2 separate regions of the Sus scrofa genome follow, and region 2 is linked to region 1. A link is a contact called in public HiChIP or PLAC-seq data. All regions are on one chromosome and are shown on one strand. Each heading gives the region's core, a stretch centred on a gene start, on an enhancer-like site or on the middle of the called end of the contact. The rest is flanking DNA. Distances are from core to core; before and after follow the strand shown. Region 1 has its middle 270 kb from the start of ZNF648. Region 2 overlaps ZNF648 (a long non-coding RNA gene).

Region 1 (5,880 bases), core at 2,910-5,409:
GCAACTTGCTCAAATCCACACTGCTAGTAAGGTTAGAATCAAGATTCAAAAACTGGAGTTCCCGTCGTGGTGTAGTGGTTAACGAATCCGACTAGGAACCATGAGGTTGCGGGTTCGATCCCTGCCCTTGCTCAGTGGGTTAACGATCCGGTGTTGCCGTGAGCTGTGGTGTAGGTTGCAGATGCAGCTTGGATCCTGTGTTGCTGTGGCTCTGGCATAGGCTGGCAGCTACAGCTCCGATTAGACCCCCAGCCTGGGAACCTCCATATGCTGTGGGAGGGGCCCAAGAAATGGCAAACACACACACACACAAAAGATTCAAAAACCCAGTCTTGTTGACACTGAGATTCCTGCTTTTTCCACCACATCACACCCCTTCCTCCTTCTTGAGATGAATGAGAGTGAGATAAAATAGGCAAAGTTGGATACATGTTTGGAGAGTGGGGGTGAAATTGAAGATATTTCCATTTGCAGACACTGTTGTTGTTTTACCCAAATATCTATTCATGGGATCAACTCTGCCTCTCTAAACTGAGACAAGGTTGCCTCAATATCATTCCAAACCTTGTGAAAGTCTTGGAGCCTCCCACAGATCTCTGCAGGCTCCCAGGGACTGGCATCCTCACTCGCTCTTCTGCATCTTGATCATGGCTTTCCCTGAACTGGTTCAGTGATGAGATCCTCTCCCATCCTGTGGGCACTCTGATGTCTCTGCCTCAAATTCTACAAAAAGGCATTCCCAAAAAGCACTTTTATTTGTGGTGGACTTTACAGAGGCTTTTGATGGGGAGCAAAGGAGAGGTATTGATCACAGCAACACAAGTTACTTCTCATTGAAACAACTCACTCTTGTCCTTAAAAGTCTTTTCGTTTTTCCCCATTGGGGCTTTTCACTGGCCTCTTCACCCAGGGATGTCAACCTGCTTTAACCATTCCTGTGTTCAGTCTTCTTTTTTCTCTCCTTTTATCTCTGTTCCTTCCTCCTCCTTTCCTATGATAGCCTTGGGAATGCTAACATTTCCTCCTTCTATTACACTGAACAACCTACTTCCCTCTGCTGGTCTAAGCCTTTCTTTGCAAATCCAAGTTCATCAAGGCACTCCTGTGATTAAAAGAGCCTTCATGGAACAAGACCCAGCTGCCTGGTTTTGATGTTTGTGTTGCCCCATGTGCGAGAAGGGGAAGGCCATTTGCTGAGATGGGGAGCTGGGCGGGGGAGAGCAGGAGTAGGAAAGGGCTTGAAAAGGGGGTAAAAATGTCAGGTGGCCACCTCAGGAAAGCAATGATGGATGACAGATGACTCAGTAGAAGCAGCGATCTTTTGGATTTTTCTCTAGCCAGCAGCTATCGAAGCAGCAGCAAAAAAAAAAAAAAAAAGAAAAAAGAAAAAAGAAAAAAAATGATGATGAAAGATGGCTGCATTCCTTGGGGTTAGAAGTTTGCAGACAGATCACAAGATAAAGACCAAAACACCAAGTGGTATAAAGTGCTGGTGAGACAATCACTGATAGGCTGGGCTGTGGGTCTCCGTGGGGAGGACAGTGAGGAGGTGGGTCCAAGAGGGAAGAGAAAAGCGAATTCAACAAGATAGAAAAACAGGGCTTGGGAGAGGAAGGGCAAAACTGGAGAAGTCAGGGGTTCTGGAGTTAGATCTTTGCAGCTGGTTGGCCCTCCTGGCACTTGGGGACCAAACACTTGGCAGAATGCTGCTTCTCCCCCATCTCCTCCCTGCAAGACAGCAGACTGCCAGAAAGACAAAGCCATGGTGTAGCATAAAGCAGCCACCCTACCAGCTTCAAGAGATGGGAGATGAGATCGACTAATGAGAAAACCTAGAACCCTCCCCAGGCAGATTCAGCCTGACCCCTGCACATGTCTTCAAGCAGGTGTGTCAGGTCTAGGAAAGAGCAGTGGCAAACGGCTGCTGTTTGTCCCTCTCCCTGACATCCCACTCTCTTTGTGGGGAACACTGTTTTCTTTCGCCTGCTGCTACGCACGGGGGTGGGAGAAAGGCATTCAGTTCCCCTAGACTTGAAATTGAAGGCACCTCTGCTTCTGAAATTCTCTCCGATTGACATCTGCTCCCTTTTATCGTCCTGTGGTCCCATTGCTCATAAGCTGTCTTCCTCGTCTTCTTCCCCTCCCACAGTCGCCCACATTTTGCTTCATTTTGTACATTTCAATTGACTGCTCTTCCAGTCACCTGTCATCTCTGTTAACACTGGATCCGAAGGCAGCAGAGAAGGCCAGTCTCTGCTCATTAAAGGTGAGCCCCCATATAGGCAGAGTTCCACGTGCCATGGGTGAGCCATCTGCCCTCTGGGTGCCCTGAAACAGCATCCTTCCTGCCAGCTTCTTCTCTCTGTAGCTTCTGCCTGTAAGTTGTATCACTAATGGCTTGATACCACATGCTATTGTGCCTATAGCACAGTTAGGGGCCACTTGAAAGTGAAAACAAATGTCCTTAGTCCCGAGGCCATATGGAGACTCGGTGGGTGGTACCATTAGCTGTAAAGCTTGAGGCAGATTTGGAATTGCCTTGCCTGGAAGAGAATCCCACATCAGAGAAATGCTCTGATAAAAGGTACTGGAGCAGATTTTAAGCTGCTGCTCCCACCATCAAACAGGAAGGGATCTTCTATTTTCAATTCAATTGTATTTCCCACAGTCACTTCAGACAGGACAGGGAATGGGCAGATGCTCCCGGCACTGTTGCACCATCCTCAGCGGCCCCTTTCTTATCCTACAATGGCCACGCTTACTCATGGTCTCCCCTGATGGGAGAGTGGCCTCAGCTCCGTGTGGGAAGCTGATGATACTGGCCCATCAGTATTTCACTGCGAATCTACCTATTTTTGATGAATTCACAGGTAAACAAAAATGGACTTAAGGCAAGCTCTTTATCAGCCAGTGAGTATCAATACCCCTTAACTTTGGAAGCAGCCTGCTCAGCCTTCAGAGTGATGTCATCAGCTCATTAGACAACCTGCTCTTCCCTCACATGATCCAAAATAAACCATGGCTGTAAGCAGCTCGCAGGCAAGAACCATGTCTCCCCTCATTGCACCAGCGCGTGTCAGGCAAGACGACAGCCTTCATGGTAGAAATGAGCTGAATCTGGAGCTGACAGGAGCCAGCAAGGTCATCGACCTCATCTACAAGGTCATCTCATTCAGGATTTCCCAAAATGGGTTTTTTAGACTATTAGGGGAGTGGGATAGAGGTTAGAATGTTGCGGGAGGAGGAAGAGAGCAGTGCCACGGCTGTTTTGTAAGTTAGTTTGGAAAATGTGATCCACAGAGCTTTGTATCTTTAGTGTTTGTTTATTACAGGACACACCAAGTCTGTAAAGTGCTTCTGACCTTTGTGAGTGACCAAAGAAAGGGATGAAAGTGTCATGGTGAATTTCCCGCTAGTGGTATGTAGCAGTCTGGGCAAAGATGATCCAGCCCAACCCTCTCATTTTATAGATGAGGAAAAGGAGGCTGAAAGAGGCAATGACAGGCTCAGAAACACATGCCTCATGAGTGACACATCAGGGATTAGGATCTAGACCTCGCCTGACTGTGTGTTTTCCACAGGGGGCGGGGTGGGGGTCACCACACCGCCTCTTGCCCCCACGAAACAGGGAAAGAACCAAACAAATGAGCCAATCGCCTGCATCCAATGTCAAGTGCTTATTTTCAGCTTGACATTTCAAAGATCGGTGCCCTGTGAGAATTACCCCAACCCTCCCAGGCCCTTAGGGGAGGAACGCATTTGCTCTCATGAACTATGCAATCCTCGAATTTCTGATCTGTGCGAAGCGATGTTATGCCCTGCTCTCTATTTTATTCATGTGAATTCAAGCCATCACTTCACCCCCTCCCCCCCAAAAAGCAAATGATCCTTACAGAAAGGACTTTTGTGGACAAATGCAAGGTCCTTTGCTGAAACTAGATAAAAAAAAAATAAAATAAAATGCCAAGAGGAACAGCTAAACGTGCATGAAACACTAGACAGAGGGGTGTGCATGTGATGGAGTGGGGGTGTCTTCTGAATCACTTCCCTAAATTTAGCAATGCAGTTTGAAAAAATAAGCCTGTAAGATCTGCTTCCCAGAAATCCTGTGATTTCTTTGCACATGTCTTACGTAAGTCCGTGCCACAGGCCTGCAGAATAATGAGATGGGAAGGGCACAGCCCTATTTCGAAAGAACCACAGAGAGAAAGCCAAAGAACTCTGAGCGGCTAAGAAACTGGGGGAAATCCACCTTTGGTTTTTTTGTAGTCCTGGAGCTGTGAGTGGTGCCATCTCATGGAAGTTCTGTCTGTTCAGTGCTTCCAACCTGGATGTGATGGGTAGATGTATTCCTTTCCCTCCAGAATAGAGCTGTCATTGTTCATTGTTTCCACGTGTCTTGTCATGATTCTTATTTAATTCCCAGAGGAACACCTCTGCCCCAAGCCCTCAGGGGACTCCCTTCGTCTCCTGTTTTCCTGTCTCTAGCCTGACCTTGTGGGTGGTTCCAGAAAGTCAGGCCTCCAGAGTTTTGAGGAATTCATCTTTTTAGATGCTTCTTCCAGCTTAGAGATTTCTTAGGCAGTTGCTCCTGCATTTCCTCTTTGCAAGTAGTACAGACTCCCGCTGGTCAAGGCAGGATTGTGTTGAGTGCTACACAGGTGATGTTACTGAATGAAAGAGGGTCACAGGGAAGTTGGAACACATGCCCTGATGTTTTACGTGCCTCTCTGATGCCGTGTTTGGGGTCCGCTTTGAGTACGCCAGTGAGGAGAGTGGATGGGGTCCTGATGGCAAACTCCTCTCCCCTCCAGAAGCCCTTTCAGGCGTCCTCCATTCACCTGGATCCTCTTAAGAGGAAAAAGTTTGATTAGGTTCTGCTATAAATCTACTCATCATTTTGCTTCTTTTTTTTATTACTCAATGAATTTATTACATTTATAGCTGTACAATGATCATCACCATCCAGTTTTATAGGATTTCCATCCCACAACCCCAGCGCATCCCCCCACCCCCCGAAACTGTCTGCTTTGGAGACCATACGTTTTTCAAAGTCTGTGAGTCAGTATCTGTTCTGCAAAGCAGTTTGTTCTGTCCTTTTTTCAGATTCCACATGTCAGTGAAAGCATTGGATGTTGGTGTCTCACCTGGATCCTCTCTTACAAGCCATGCCTCCCCTCCGCCGAGACTCTTTGCCCTTCCTCCCCTAACAAAACCTTCTCACTTATCTGCAAGCTGATTTAATCCTCTTTTGTTTTCCTCACTGAGCTCCCAGACAATCAAGAATCCCTGCTAGCTGGTGCTCTTGAAAGAAACTGTTAAACACATCCACAGTCATCTATTATTAGCGACTGATAGTACCTTGGTATATTACTTGCCTAGGAGACTTCACATTTGAATAGAAGAGAGCTCATGAATTCAGAAAGTTACTGAAATGCCTGCCATGAGCCAGGCCTTGTTCTAGGGATCAGTTCAGGCAAGGTTCCTGCTTACACTCGAGTGGGAGAGACAGACCGTAAGCAAGTGAACAAACCAATAACACTATTTTTTATATAATTCAATGAATTTTATTATATAGAGTTGTCAAACCATCATCACAACCTAATTTTAGAACATTTTTCTCCTAAACCCCTAGTCCACCCCTCCCTGCCCCCCACCTGTCCCCTTTAATAACCATAAGTTTTTCAAGGTCTGTGAGTCTTTTTCTGTTCTGCAAATAATTTCATTTGTATCCTTTTTTTATATATTCCACATATAAGTTATATGATGTTTGTCTCTTGCTCTCTAACTTCACTTAATATGATAATTTCTGGGTCCATTCATGTTGCTGCAAATGCCATATTTCTTTTTTTTGTTTTGGCAACATTATTTTTTGATAGC
Region 2 (6,154 bases), core at 1,588-4,087, 150 kb before region 1:
TGAATCAGGATGCCCAATTCCTTTGGCCACAAAAGTGTCTATCATTTTGAGATTTTGCTGGTAGTAATGGCATAATATGATAAGGCCATATCTGTGATAATATGATAATATCTGTGTAAGATACATAATTTGAACGTATGCCCAGTGCAGTATTCATTTATATGTAAGATATTTTCAGATTAAAGTTAAGCAAAGTAATGCACTTATGAGGGAAATAGCCACAATCCATTCTGAAAAAACAAGCACAGAGTTCCCCATCCTCATCCATGAAAGGTTGCAACCTTTCCAAGGACACTTTGATACAATGTGCTACTGCAATTTTATTTTATTGATTGAATTTTTAAAGTTGTTACCTAATTTTTAATCATTAAATTCCACTTACAATTGTTACCAAATATCGACAATATTCCCTGTGTTGTCCAGTACATCCCTGAGCCTGTCTTATACCCAATACTTCGTACTTCCTACAAACTCACCCCTCTATTGCCCCTCCTCCCCCCGCATTGGTAACCACTAGTGTGTTCTCTATATCTGTGAATCTCCTTCTTTTTTGTTATATTCAGTAGTTTATTTATGAAGAGTCCACATACAGGTGATATCATACGGTATTTGTCTTTCTCTGTCTGACTTATTTCACTTATCAATATGCTATTGCATTTTAAAGGACCAATACAATACTGGAGATTGTCAGACACAAACTATAATATACCATCTTAGTCTTGTATAAACCCCCACTAATCTATCACATGGAATGCTGCAAGCAGTTGGGCTATCTACTTCTGCTAAAGAAAGAGAAATGTTCCAGAAAAGAAATCAAACGACACCACGGATTTATATATACATATATTCCTTCATGCATTGAGCCAATATGTGTTTAATTTAATCCAAGTCCTTAGGAAATCGATACAGACTCTGCCCTCAAGCAGCTCTAATCTAAAAGGAGAAATATGAAAGGTTTAGTGTTACTAAAATCTAATAGCGGAAGTGAAAGGCACCACAGGAAAGATCTAAGGGCATGTTGTCCTGGGGTTATTTCACATGAGAGTGGAATCACTTCCACCTGGGGCATTTTCAAAGGCTTTAAGGTAGTTCCTGTCGTGGCGCAGTGGTTAAGGAATCCGACTAGGAACTGTGAGTTTGCAGGTTTGATCCCTGGCCTTGCGCAGTGGGTTAAGGATCCAGCGTTTCCATGAGCTGTGGTGTAGGTCACAGACGCAGCTCGGATCCCACATTGCTGTGGCCCTGGTGTAGGCCTTTGGCTATAGCTCCGATTAGACCCTAGCCTGGGAACCTCTATATGCCTCAGGAGCGGCCCTAGAAAAGGCAAAAAGACGAAAAAAAAAAAAAAAAAAAAGAAAGAAAGAAAGAAAAATAAATAAAATGCTTTAAGGAGGGGGTAATCTCCCAGCCAGTCATCAAGCATACATTTTGGCTACGAGGCAATGAGGAACAGGTGGGGAAAAGGCTGAGGCGTTCAGTTTGAGGGTCGTGGGAAACTGAAGGCATAGACATGGAACAGCCTAGAACTGCTGGTTTGCCTGGAGCACGGGGTCAGGAAGGGACACGGGAGAGCCGACTTACAAAAACACTGAAAACATGACTTTTTGCCTGGGAAAGATGAGGCCTTAAAGTAGCCTGCAATGAATCTAAAGAAAATCTATGAAGTTTCTTTGAGGGGAAATTGAAATGTACAAGTCTTGGCGAATTAGAATTAAGGGTTGTTCTTCAGAGCAGGGTGATAGGAGCGGTAGTTCCAATAAGAGGAAGCACATAGACAGCAATGTGATTAAAACCATTTTACTCAAGACATTTGTACAAGCAGGAGATAAAGATTCAAGAAGAATTTAATTTACTTAGAGATAATAAAATTGCCATAGTTGTTGAGAGAACAGTGTTTCGGGGAGCCCAACCCCAGTCTTATGTGGTTAGTTCCTTGCAAAAAAATACGATTCTTCCCTAAAAAGTCTCAGCCCCAGAGCATAATTGGTTAAAAGTTTGGCTTTGGGCTTCAGGTGGCTCAGGGTTCAAATCCTTTTCAGTAGCCTGTGAGATAGATGACTTTGGGGCGAGTTACTTTGTTTCCCCAAGTTCCAGATCCATTTGTAAAATAATGATAACGGATTGTTAGGAGAACAGCCATATTAAACAAGGAAACATCTGAGAAATGCTTAACACACAATGCCGGTACTTTAAGAGCAAGTGTTGGCTATTGGTTATGGCCTGAGTTGAAAGGACCATGGGTCTGATTGGGGGTGATATTTCCTATGGTCTGAATTTAGGGATTCTAAGGAGTAAGTAAAAATGTCAGAGCTTGCCTTCATACGGGTCTTAACAGCAGGTGTTTTGCATATAGCACGCTCAGCAATACACCTGAGGGCTGTCACTATGTGTTCTTGTAGTGTTGAATGCCCTGGATCACACCTGAACTTGAGTTCCTTGTCTCAAGTCTTCAACTGTTGAGCTCACAAATCCGCACAAGATAGGATTAGTCTTGGGCCCCTGGCTGGGCTGAGACTTTGAGGTTTTTGAGCTAAGAGTTGAATAAATGCGTTATGCGTGTGTCCGCGGGCTTAAAAAAAAGTGGCCTGAGTGATTGTGATACTGACCAGAGACCGACATAACAGAGAGCCCCAGCCAGCCTGGGTGCAAAGACAAAGTCGAAATTGCTTGTCAGAGAAAAGCATCAAAGCACACAGCTCTCGGTCGTCAAGGAAAACAAGGAGCGTCAGGGGCCAGGAGGAGAAATGGCCACACCTGGGTAATAGGGCGGAGCAAGAGGCCCTTAGCAGCGGCCCTTAAGGGTCCCGCTCCGCCAATGGCCAGCCGCACAGTGGGCCACGCCCCCTCCCTCTCTATAAAAGAAGCCTGACCGCTGTGTGACCGAGAAGAGTTTTTTAGGATGTTGGTCTGTCGTCTTCTCCGTCAGCTGGCTTTCTGAATCAGGCCACTCTTCTTGCCCCAACATCTCATCTCCTGATTTACTGGCCTGTCCCTACAGTGAACATGAGGAGTTGGGACTCAGTATATCAGCTGGAGGGAGGCCAGAGGATCCTGTTTGTAAAAACCGTATTCGAAGCTGTATTCCACAACCAAAGATTTTCTCAGAGGTGGGCTGTGAGGAACAGTCTCGAGACGAAAGAAATGTGTGAACAGACAGCAAAATGGGGAACTGCAGTGACTCATTGGGGCCCGAGCCAGCTCTTCCTTCCTCTTCTCAGAGCTCTGTTTCTGAAGTTTGATGGCATCTAAAGAAATCTGTTGCCATGCAGTAGTGAGACTCTCCATGGCAACTTGAAGTCGGGGCCCCTCAGGACTCTGGGGGGGCCACGGTGAGCCCTTCTTCGAACTGCATCCACCCTCCCTGGGATGAGCTGCCTCATGAGGATCTCTGTCACCAGCGCTTGGGGAGCACCTCCAAAGAGACCCCCTTCTCTGCCCATGTGCCCCCATCCAAGACAGCTCCCGTGCCCTTCTGTCTTTGTCTTAAACCCAACCCAGCCATCCTCAGAAGCTTCCTCCGAGCTGCCCCTTATGTTGCCTTTCTCAATCGTTTTGACAAGAAACACCAGCAGGAACAGTCAAGACTTGGAAGAAATCTGATTGGGTCAGAAAGAAGGGGGACCTTGGATAATGACAGTAATTGTCACAACTTCCAATCTTCCTCAAGCTTTAGAGTTCAGGACTCTGGATCCCCTCACCAAGGCCACGGCACCAGAGAGGATGAGAAGGGCTGATGTTGCATCTCAGCTGCCCTCTTAGCTGACTAGCCGCACGGAAAAAAAGTAAGCATTTTCTCCCTCTTGGATTTCTTTGCTGAATCTCTTATTTTTCTTCCATTCTTGTCTCTGCTCATCTTCCTACAACCAGTCCTCTGCCTTTAGAACTTTTCCCAATCACTGAAGAACTTCTGGAATGACGTAGAAATAGGAAGGGAGTGAGAACAGGATGACCTTCCCAGAGTCGAGAGGTCCTAGGCATTCAATAAAACATTGGGGGTTTGGGGAAATTTTTTTCTTTTAAATACTTTTGAACATTGGCACTAAAAAACAAAACCCAAACTCATTTCTTCTTCTTCAGCGTTCCTCCTGCTCCTTTGTGCCAAACATTCAATAACTGAGACTCTTTGAGCACCTACTATGTGCTAGGCACAATTCTCAGTTCTAGTGAGATAGAGATCAAAGTTCTTGCCCCTAGAGGAACTTCCGACTATATCATCCATGCACACATGTCTTAGAGACCTACTATGTGTTAATTGCATTTTTCCCAAACATAGCGTATAGATGTATGATATGATTAACAGAGGTGATTTTGTTAGTACACAGAAGGAAGTAGAAAAGGTTGTAGCTATAGCAGAAGGGTAGGTTTTAGTGGCAATAGAGGAGGGGATAGAAAGAAGGAAGGGACTGGGGTAGGGAGCAATTCCAGGCAAAGGAAAAGGCTCTGTGGTTTCTCCGCAGCCTTTGGGGCCATTGGTTACCCCTGCACTGCTATGCACACCCATGCCCAAGTGACCAAGCCTTCTTTGCTCACCATCTGGATTTCCAGGTAGGACTGGGCCAGCAGGAATCTACAGGGGGCAGAACATCCCACCCTGGTGCCCTGCTCTGAGGCCCAGGCTCATGGGAAACGTGAAGGCAGAGAGGTAGCCTTGGAGGACATGGTAGTGCCCATGGAGGCAGGGGAGTGTGGGATGCAGAGCAGGCCCTGGATGCTGGCAAACAGACCTGAATCCCGGTCTTGAGCCCAATCACTAATGGTTTGCTTCTAAATCACCTGACTTCTCTGAGCCTCGGTTCTCTCAACCATGACATGGAGACAGAATACATATATCATGGGGTTATTATGGGGGTTAAATAATTTGATCTGTGGAGCACATAGGTTTTTTTTTTTTTTTTTTTTTTTTTTTGCCTTTTCTAGGGCTGCTCCCACGGCACTTGGAGGTTCCCAGGCTAGGGGTCTAATTGGAGCTGTAGCCACCAGCCTATGCCAGAGCAACAGCAATGCAGGATCCGAGCCATGTCTGCGACCTACACCACAGCTCACGGCAACATCAGATCCCTAACCCGTTGAGCAAGGCCAGGGATCGAACGCACAACCTCATGGTTCCTAGTCGGATTCGTTAACCACTGCACCACAACAGGAACTCCAAGGAGCACATAGTTAATCCTCAGTAAGTGGTGGCTGCCATCAGCTCACCAAGGACTCAGGGATGAGTCTCCAAAGGTGGGCCAAGCATTCAACTCATTTTATATATTTATTTATTTATTTTTGTCTTTTAGGGCCACTCCTGCAGGATATGGAGTTTCCCAGGCTAGGGGTCTAATTGGAGTTACAGCTGCCAGCCTATACCACAGCCATAGCAACGCCAGATCTGAGCCGTGTCTGTGACCTACACCACAGCTCACGGCAACACAGGATCCTTAACCCACTGAGCAAGGCCAGGGATCGAACCTGCAACCTCATCGTTCCAAGTCAGATTCATTTCCGCTGCGCCACGACGGGAACTCCTCAACTCATTTTAAATATCAGAAAATGTTTTTGTCATTGAACCCTATGGTTATGAACTCATCTGAATAACACGCTAAAAATTGTTTTGAATGTTACATAGGAATCCTTGGAAAATGAAATAAAATATCTTTATAACTATTCTTCTCGACTGGGATACAGCAGGGAGCAGATGAGAAACCCAATTTCCGCCACTTTGCAAACACTGGAAGGTAACTCGATCCATTCTGAGACTAAGATTTTAGAGATTGCTTCAGACTCCTTATTAAAAGAATATTTGTTGGGCAAAAGTCACTTTCATCATTTCAGTTAGAAGTTGAGTTTTAGTAACCAGTCTCACCAGGGAACATTTTTTTTTTCAATCTTTCTGACTGTACTCTAGTGAGGAGGAATTTCAAGTCCATGAATCCTGCTAATACTATGCCTACTAATTATTATGATAGCTAACATTCACTGAGACAATGCTAGGCCAGGGCGTGTCCTAAGTGTTATGCATGTGCTAACACATGCAGTCGTCAGAAACATCTCTGAAATGGGTGCTATTATTAGTCCTTTTGGACAAACACAGAACTAAGGTTATGTATGGGTGTGGAGAATCTGACCTTCGGTGGTCTGCCAGCCCCTAAATGCAGAGCTGGGACTCAGACCC

Evidence for each region. HiChIP or PLAC-seq counts read pairs in DNA pulled down with a chosen protein or histone mark.
Region 2: a contact with region 1 is called in an H3K27ac HiChIP or PLAC-seq map of alveolar macrophages. The contact joins two enhancer-like sites. A contact is called at or near these places in 1 of 47 Hi-C or Micro-C datasets (embryonic fibroblasts) and 1 of 2 datasets of contacts at active chromatin or transcription factors (alveolar macrophages).

Annotation. Positions count from the first base shown.
Region 1 is chr9:123,438,705-123,444,584 of Sscrofa11.1, reverse strand. No RefSeq gene overlaps it. Among named protein-coding and RNA genes, the nearest start is that of ZNF648, 270 kb to the left of the region's middle. Within about 2 kb of position 4,159, at least 11 of the 83 cell types and tissues checked have an H3K27ac peak or open chromatin away from gene starts, as enhancers often do. A contact at or near this core is called in alveolar macrophages, where this site is marked.
Region 2 is chr9:123,582,599-123,588,752 of Sscrofa11.1, reverse strand. The region is part of intron 9 of ZNF648 (a long non-coding RNA gene); the gene reads left to right. Among named protein-coding and RNA genes, the nearest start is that of ZNF648, 120 kb to the left of the region's middle. Within about 2 kb of position 2,837, at least 12 of the 83 cell types and tissues checked have an H3K27ac peak or open chromatin away from gene starts, as enhancers often do. A contact at or near this core is called in alveolar macrophages, where this site is marked.